Linked DNA regions of Pan troglodytes: region 1 is linked to region 2. A link is a contact called in public HiChIP or PLAC-seq data. All regions are on one chromosome and are shown on one strand. Each heading gives the region's core, a stretch centred on a gene start, on an enhancer-like site or on the middle of the called end of the contact. The rest is flanking DNA. Distances are from core to core; before and after follow the strand shown.

Region 1 (4,356 bases), core at 214-2,713, 250 kb after region 2:
CTTCCCTACCAGAATGTAAGTTACTCAAAGACAGGCAGGGAGTTTTGCCCATTCTGTTTCCTGATCTATCCTTGTAACCACCCAATGGGTTCACCTTGCCCACTGCCTAGACAGAGCTCATTTATCAAGACAGGGGAATTGCAATGGAGAAAGAGTAATTCAGGCAGAGCTGGTTGTGCAGGAGGACTGGAGTTTTATTATTACTCAAATTAGTCTCCCTGAGCATCAGGGATCAGAGTTTTTAAAGATAATTTGGCGAGTAGGGGCTTGGGAAGTGGGGAATGCTGATTGGTTAGGCTGGAGATGGAATCAAATGGGTCGAAGTGAGTTTTTCTTGCTGTCTTCTGTTCCTGGGTGGGATGGCAGAACTGGTTGAGCCAGTTAACGGGTCTGGGTGGTGTCAGCTGATCCATCTAGTGCAGGGTCTGCAAAATATCTCAAGCACTGATCTTAGGTTTTACAATAGTGATGTTATCCCCAGGACCAATTTGGGAAGGTTTATACTCTTGGAGTCGGAGGCTGCATGACCCCTAAACAGTAATTTCTAATCTTGCAGCTAATTTGTTAGTCCTGCAAAGACAGACTGGTCCCTAGGCAAAAGGGGGGTCTCTTCAGGAAAGAGCTGCTATTAATTTTGTTTCAGAGTCAAACCATGAACTGAATTCCTTCCCAAAGTTACTTCAGCTTATGCCCAAGAATGGACAAAGACAGCTTAAAGGTTAGAAGCAAGATGGAGTCAGGTAGATATGATTTCTTTGACTGTCATAATTTCCTCAGTTATAATTTTGCAAAGGCAGTTTTATCATAAGTACAAAGAACAGGGCCTGGGACATAGGTGCCCAGTAAATATTTTGCTGAATAAATAGATTTTTTTCCACCACTTATCTTCAGAGTTTACCAGAAGGGTTTGGCCTATGACTTACTATATTTGGTGTGTTATTATTATAATAACAAAACACATAATATATAATTAATCACAAACAATAATCATATAACGATCATAATATAATAATATAATCAAACAGTTATTTAGTACTTATTGTGTGCGAGGTACTGTTTGAAAGACTTGATTTTTATAAAACCATTTAATTCTCCTAATAGACTCAAGAAGTGGCAGCGTTTCTCGCCCCATTTTACAAATAAAAGGTAGAATAGGCTGTAAATGCATAGTTGTGATTTGCTGCTAAATGGATGAGGTAGGAGGGAATGAGCTGGACTTACTGGATTGCATTGGGCAGAAGGGTCCTGCAATCTTGTGCTACAAGAGAAGAAATATTGATTGCTTTGTTGCCATAACATCTTTTGCAAACCAGGTCATCTGCATTTCCCACTGCTCCATGGCTGGTTTCTCGTTCCATCAATTTCTTATGCTTTGGCCTCACGTAAATAGTAAACCATGCTTCTGGAATCTCCGCTCCTTTGTTAACAAGTCTTCCAAATAAATGGGCTGTGGGAGTTCATTATTTTAACGGGCAGAGGTAGCCACATTCTTTCCCCAAGAGGCTGCCCTCTGCCACTCACTCCAGGGTCCAACATAAAAAGCCCAGCAATCATTAGAGCTAAACATTTCTGAGCACTAATTGTTCCCTGGAGTGGTGGCGAAAAGAGCCAACCGCTCATCACGGGAGCCTCTTTCCATTCCCCTACCTATTCTTCTCTGAGCTTTCCCTGATTTGAGTCCAGGAAGACTCCCTGCTGGGTTAGTAGACGCCTTTTGCTTAAAAGAAATTTCATCAGAAGTAAACCACACATAAACACACCAAGCCTTGTGCTGAAATATACTGGTTAGAAACACATGTTTCCAACTCTGAGAATTGGGTTTAAATTCTGGCTCTGCCCTTTTATCAATATAAACATGTTCAATGTTGTTTAATGTCTTAAACTTATCAACTCCCTCATTTGTAAAACTGGTGTAACAAGAATACCTACCTCAACAGAGTTGTGATAATTAAATAAGCTGTGAATAAGAAAGGCTTAGCACAGTGCCTAACAAACAGAAATCACTCAATGAATGTAAACTAATGATGTCATTAACTCTGTTTCTTGGGTCATGGCCAAAAATGTGTCTTTCCTTTCTATCTTTTTCTTGTGACTTATTTGCATCACGATGAAAAGATTTCTTTTCTCTTTATTTTTTTTAATGAGGCTGGATGGGATGAAGGGCTTGATGGGGCTCTTCTTTTCTCTTTTTAATATTTTGGGTGCTACTACCAGCAATGCCACTACCTGGATGAGTCACTGTGGGCAAGTCAATTAACCCCTCCAGCCTGAGTGAATTGGGCTCACTCTCCAAGAATTCCTCCAGTCCTGAAAGTCTGATGTTTCAAAACATTGATTTCCTGTTTTTTTAAATGTTTTCTTCAGGAATAAAGTTTATAAAAAATGAATTCATCTATTTCATGGAGACTAAGTCAGCAATCCTCAGTCTCAAAAGAAAAAAAATTAAATGAGAGAAATGTCTTCTATATAAAGGCATATAATTACTGAGACTCTTGACTTACAAGGTAATAGGCTTAATTTAGGGAAGAAATTTAGCAACTAAGATTGTTGACAGAAAAGGAGGTAAATGGCTTCAAGAATCAACTGTGAACATGAAAAGGCAAGGAAGTCCATCGTCAAAAGAAACATTCTTATCTAAGTTTGAAGATAAACTGTCCTAGGAAATTCTGATGCTGAAAGAGTAAACCCCAACTAACTATGAAAGAGTTTGATACTGAGTTAAGATCTGGGAAATTTAAAAGGTAGATCTCACAGTTATGAAGGATACATTTTTCTAGGATTAGAAAAGGCTGATAAGGGCCGGGCGCGGTGGTTCATGCCTGTAATCCCAGCACTTTGGGAGGCCGAGGCGGGCGGATCACGAGGTCAGGAAATTGAGACTATCCTAGTTAACATGGTGAAACCCCGTCTCTACTAAAAATACAAACAAAAAAAAATTAGCCAGGCGTGGTGGCGGGCGCCTGTAGTCCCAGCTACTCAGGAGGCTGAGGCAGGAGAATGGCATGAACCCGGGAGGCAGAGCTTGCAGTGAGCCGAGATCGCGCCACTGCACTCCAGCCTGGACGACAGAGCGAGACTCCGTCTCAAAAAAAAAAAAAGAAAAAGAAAAGGCTGATAAGATAGGGTAGTGATAGATTTCATCTGTCATGGCAACTCTGATTATAGTGATAATGACTATCTACAAAGTAAGATTGAGAATCTTAAGAATAAAGAGCAATAATTTCTTTTGCACCAATTTGGATGGAGCTGGAGGCCATTATTCTACATGAAGTAACTCAGGAATGGAAAACCAAATACTGTATGTTCTCACTTATAAGTAGGAGCAAAGCTATGAGAACACAGAGACATACAGAGTGATATGGACTTTGGGGCCTCAGGGGGAAGGGTGGAAGTGGGATGAGGAATAAAAGACTACATATTGGGTATAGTGTGCACTGTTTGAGTGACAGGTACGCTAAAATCTCAGAATTCATCACTAATAGAATTCATCCATGTAATCAAAAACCACTTGTACCCCTAAAGCTATTGAAATAAAAAAAAGAACAAATTATAAATTAACAATGTCTGCATTGGACAGAAAAATGCAGAATGAGGACTCAGAATGTATTTATTAACCTAGTCTATAAGAAATCTGAGAATGAGGAAGAAAGTCATCCTATTAAATCCATCTGGATAAAACCATAAACTCTTCATGCCCTTACTTTAAAAAATCAAATTTGATCAAAATAGCAGAAGTTTCAGTGAACATCAGAAAGTAGCAAAGGAAATATGTTATGGGACAATATGAATATATTTAATATTACTCGTGTACACTTAAAAAATAATTAAGATGATGTGATGGTTAATTTTAGGTGTCAACCGGACTGGATTAAGAGATATCCAGATAGCTGGTAAAGCACTATTTCTGGGTACGTCTGTAAGACAGAGGATGTTTTGAACCAGTGGACTGAGTAAGGAAGATCCACCCTCACTCAATGTTGATGGGCACCCTCCAATCAGTTGAGGGCCTGGAAAGAACAAAAACGCAGTGGAAAAGTAAATTCCCCCTCTCTCCTCTGAAGTTGAGATATCTTTCTCTCGTCCTTTGACATCGTATCTCCAGGGTCTCCTTTGGAGTCTGGGATTTGCATTAGTAGCCCCTTAATTTCTCAGGTGCTTCGCCTCATGTTGAGAGTTACACCATTGGCTTTCTTGGTTTGGAGGCCTTTGGAGTTGGACTGAACCATGCTCAGGAAGTCAGGATTCTGTGATTGTTGAGCTCGCAGATGTCACATTATGGGACTTCTCAGCCTCCATAATCTCATGAGCCAGTTCTCCTGATAAACCCACTCTCACCTACCCATCTGTTAATATCTG
Region 2 (4,160 bases), core at 224-2,723:
GATTATTTCAAAAAGATTCACAATCCCATTCTCTAACACATAATCAATTTTTACTTTCCCGCATCCTATAACTTGGATCTTGATAAGACTCGATTCGTTGTTTTATGTGGTTTGCAATCTCAACAAAACAAAATTTGTGTTCTTTGACAAGGATAATGCATAATCCTGACTTCAGTCTTCCCTTTTAGTCAGAACCTACCTATTTAAGGTTATTTTCCATATTAACTATTGATGATCAAAATAAGTCTAGCTCGTGTTTTTCCTAGTGTTTCATAATTTTAGTTACAGAAACGATGCAGATAAAATTAATCTAACATGCGTCTTCCTGACTCTAGTACGTTGAATCTGGCCAGAAAAACCACATTTGCTCTCTACGTAGGTAATATAAATCCATCATTAGCGAAATTGCTGCATCCCTTTGGACTGGGTCTCAGCAGAGGTTGGAGTGGCCACTGGCCGGCACACGACACTTTATGCCAGCAGGGGGCGGGTAAGCTCCAGGGCACTCGCCCGAGCAGCAGGGGGCGTGTCTTCTGCTTCCTTGACGGACAGCTAAGGATGCAGGAGAGGATGAGGTAATAGGAGCCGGGGCAAGGAAGGAGTGGGGGTGCGCGCGCGTGTGTGTGCGACTGTGAGTGTGCCAGTGCGTGCGCAAGCCCCGAGACAATGCGTGTCTCCAGTTCGCGCTGCGAACACTGATCATGCTGCATTAAGGAAAAAAAAAGAGAGAGAGAGACAATTACATTTGGGGGAAGGAGGCTGCAAAGTTGCGGCTGGGCGACAGTGGTGGTCCTGGGGCCGTGTCATGGCGGGTCGCTTCTCTGCATCAAGGAACCAGGGAAACACACGCGGGCGCGGGTTTGCCTTAGCGCCCCGCTTGGGAGGGGTGGTTCATTCTGGAAGGAACTGAGCAGAGCCACAGGCAGGGGGAGCTCTCCCAGCGGCGGCGACTGCAATTCGTGCGGCGAAGGGGTGGGGAGGGAGGGAGAGAGGGGAGGGGACCAGAGCGTGCCATTCCGAGCGCGGCCGTGCGGCGAGATCCCACCCCGGCGTCTGCAGAGCCCGAGGCGCAACTGGTGCGAGGGCTGGGTCCTCGCCTCGCCGTCAGCCTCAGCTCGCAGCCGCCGGGGCTCGGGCCGCGCGCCCGCCGAGTGGCTTTTGCAAGGCAGGGGCCTGTTTGCAGAGAGCCGGGCATTTGCATGAAGCGACTCGACCCCACGGAGCAGCGGCAGCAGCAGCGGACCCCGGCGGCGGCGGCGGCGCGCAGTCCCAGCCAGGCGGCCCCGGTGTCCCGGCCCCGGTGGATGCACGGCTGGGGAGGAGCCCATGGGCCGGAGCTGAGGCTGCCCGGGGCGGCGGGGCGCGGGGCAGGGGGCGCGGTCGAGGCCCGGAGGCGGCGGCGCAGGAGGAAGCGGAGGAGGTCGGGCGCTCGGGCCCCGGGAGGCGGGCCGCGCAGCGCCGCAGCCCCGGGCTCGCCATGCTCCTGGCCTCGGCCGTGGTGGTCTGGGAATGGCTGAACGAGCACGGCCGCTGGCGTCCCTACAGCCCAGCGGTGAGCCACCACATCGAGGCGGTGGTCCGCGCCGGCCCCCGCGCGGGGGGCAGCGTGGTGCTGGGCCAGGTGGACAGCCGTCTCGCGCCCTACATCATCGACCTGCAGTCCATGAACCAGTTCCGCCAAGACACGGGTGAGCCAGCCGCCCCTGACCCCGCCCCGCCTGCTCCCACCTTCCCAACCTGCCAAGGTACCTCCCTCCCTGTGAACCCACCTTGGCCACCTAGTCGGCACTTCTGTGCAGCAGTGTCACCAAGAGGTGGTGGTGGGAGGCGATTCACTCCGCTGGATCCTCGCAGGATCCTCCCTCCCCCTTATACATCCATGCAAATAGTATCAGTGTTGTGGTTTTGCAAACCCAGCTTCAACCTAGTCGGTAACAATCCACTCCCCACCCCTTTCATGCCCCCGCTTTTCAGCAGTTGGTGGCCCTAAGTCTTTCCATGTAGAAATTCTAGGGCCGCCCCAGACTACAGGCAATCCCAGCCCTTCGCAAAGGCTTCCTGCCCTCATCCCGTGGCGGCCGGCACCTTGGCTGACCTGACCCTGTTTTGCTTCAGGCACGCTGGGGCTTGCCACACGTCCCCTCACCCCCGATCTCACTGCCTCTGCGTCTCCTGTGTGGGATGCCTCCCCGCAGCTGGGTCCTGGGTGTGGGAACTGGGGGAGGAAGAAGGGATTCCCCGGAGGTTCTCGCTACAGTCGGGTAAGGGAAGCGCCGGGCTCCCTGGGAGGAGAGACTAGGGCTGGGGTACCCTGGACGCCGCGGCATTGGCGAATGCCTCTGCTACACACTACATGCGCGGAAGCAACAGGCCGGAGCAGATGGAGAGAGGAGGGGGAGGCTCGGGGCTTCGGAATGCATGGCAGGGAAGCCGCTCCCTTTGTCTGCGGAGGAGGAGGACGCAGATTCCTAAGGAGAAACTGTCCCCAGGCTTCCTCTTGAAACCATAGCCTGTAAGGAACCCATGGTCTCCTGGAGCGCCAAACTCCTATCTTTTCATGAGAATCAAGTTGTCACTGTAGCCAGCACAAACCCGCTTCCCAGCTGACCTGCCTTTCCAGGTCAGAGCCAGGAAGGGAGCCTCCAGGATGGGGCCTTGGGGGGTGGGGAGTGGGGGTGCTGCCCAAGGGAGAGCAAAACTGACTCTCTTTGCTTGGTCCTTGCTTAATCGATGACCCGGGAAGAGTTTCTGCCTCCGTCAGTGACAGGTGGGGAGGGGGCCATTGTTTCTGGAATTCTGGCTCGGCTTTCCCAAGAGTGCAACCGAGGAGCCTGGAGAGGCCGGTGTGCTGGGGAGGAAGTAGAGAAGATGACTCGGAAAGGCCCTCCCCAGTGAACAGCTGTTTGAGCAGAGTCTCTCTGCTTCCTTGGAAAGCCCCCACATCCTGTGTGCTAATTAGGATTGTCATGGGAAAGGGGTATCTTTCCACCCTCATGTCCCCATCTTTAGTCATAACTCCCAGCAACCCCTTTGCCAAGGACTCTGCAGACACTGGCTGATTGAGGAGAGCTTTCTGGGGAGAGGATTCTGGAAGTGTTAGAATCTGGAGGGGCTTCATCCCTGTGTGGAGCTGAGGGAAACTGGGAGGAGGAGAGAATAGAGAGGAATGTGGGGAGATTGAGAAAGAGGATTAAGTGTGGCTGAGGGGGAGGGAGAGAATGTCATTGTGCAACTTGGGTAAAGGTTGTGGAGGTGAGGGTGGAGGCATCAGAAGGTGAGGGTGGAGGGGGTGTGTGTAGGGTGGAGGGGGTGTGTGTTGGGCGGAGCTGAGCCACGGAGGTGGGACCAGAGAGAGAGAGACCAGCAGTTAAAGCACCTGACAGGGGATTCCAGTCCTGAAAAAAAAAAAAAAAAAGCAGGTGTTAGCTTTTCTATTTCAGAGTAAATCTCTGCAGCATTTGGAAAACCACCCTTGTGACAGAAACGTCTCAGCCCCTTTCCCACATTTGGAAAGGGCAAAGGTGGAATCTGTGTTTGGGGGTACTTAGGATAGGCAAGGTATCTACAAAGGTTCATGACCCTTTCTACAGAAGCGAAGTTGTAGAGAAAACTGGGTGGAAGGAAAGAAGCTACGTTTCCCAGGTCTGATCACTCTTACCTGAGGACTGCCTGGTGGTGAGCAATTTAGTCAGAGGCTGGTGCTCCCTGGACTTTAAACCTCAGGCAGAGAACTTGCCCTGAATCATTTTAAAGGCTGCCTCAGGGTGTGTTTATCATCAGACTGCTGTGGTTTCATCCGCTCATTGCTAGAGTCAGTCAGCCATCCTGAATACCTCTCTGCTGTGCGCCAGGGCCTGTGCTGGGTGCTGCGGACACTGGGCTGAATTCCCAGAAAAGCTGGGTCTGTCAGGGTGCTTGTCAAAGAAGAATAGAAGAATCTCTGGGTTTCTTAGCTCTGAGCCCCCTCCTCTCCCTTCTCCACCAACACACTCATAGTTCCTCTCAATCTCATTGATGAGGCCATGACAGGGTAGGAACTTTAAACCAGTGGCTCCCAGGCAACCTCAGCCAAGCCCTCCCAATGTTTAATTAAATTACCCACCATCCTTAAGCCATAATTCAAAGCTGGGAACCAGAAACATCCCCATAAACAAAAGAGA

The links. HiChIP or PLAC-seq counts read pairs in DNA pulled down with a chosen protein or histone mark.
Region 1: a contact with region 2 is called in an H3K4me3 HiChIP or PLAC-seq map of stem cell-derived excitatory neurons, with 6 times the contacts expected there. The contact joins the promoter of OR5A2 here to the promoter of DTX4 in region 2. A contact is called at or near these places in 5 of 7 Hi-C or Micro-C datasets (blood, induced pluripotent stem cells, a lymphoblastoid cell line and 1 more) and 1 of 1 datasets of contacts at active chromatin or transcription factors (stem cell-derived excitatory neurons).

The regions. Positions count from the first base shown.
Region 1 is chr9:61,651,565-61,655,920 of NHGRI_mPanTro3-v2.0_pri, forward strand. OR5A2 (olfactory receptor family 5 subfamily A member 2) reads right to left here and starts at 1,464. Exons shown (of 2, transcript XM_054661742.2): 1 at 1,222-1,464.
Region 2 is chr9:61,401,511-61,405,670 of NHGRI_mPanTro3-v2.0_pri, forward strand. DTX4 (deltex E3 ubiquitin ligase 4) reads left to right here and starts at 1,474. Exons shown (of 9, transcript XM_009440478.5): 1 at 1,474-1,688. The coding sequence starts at 1,478.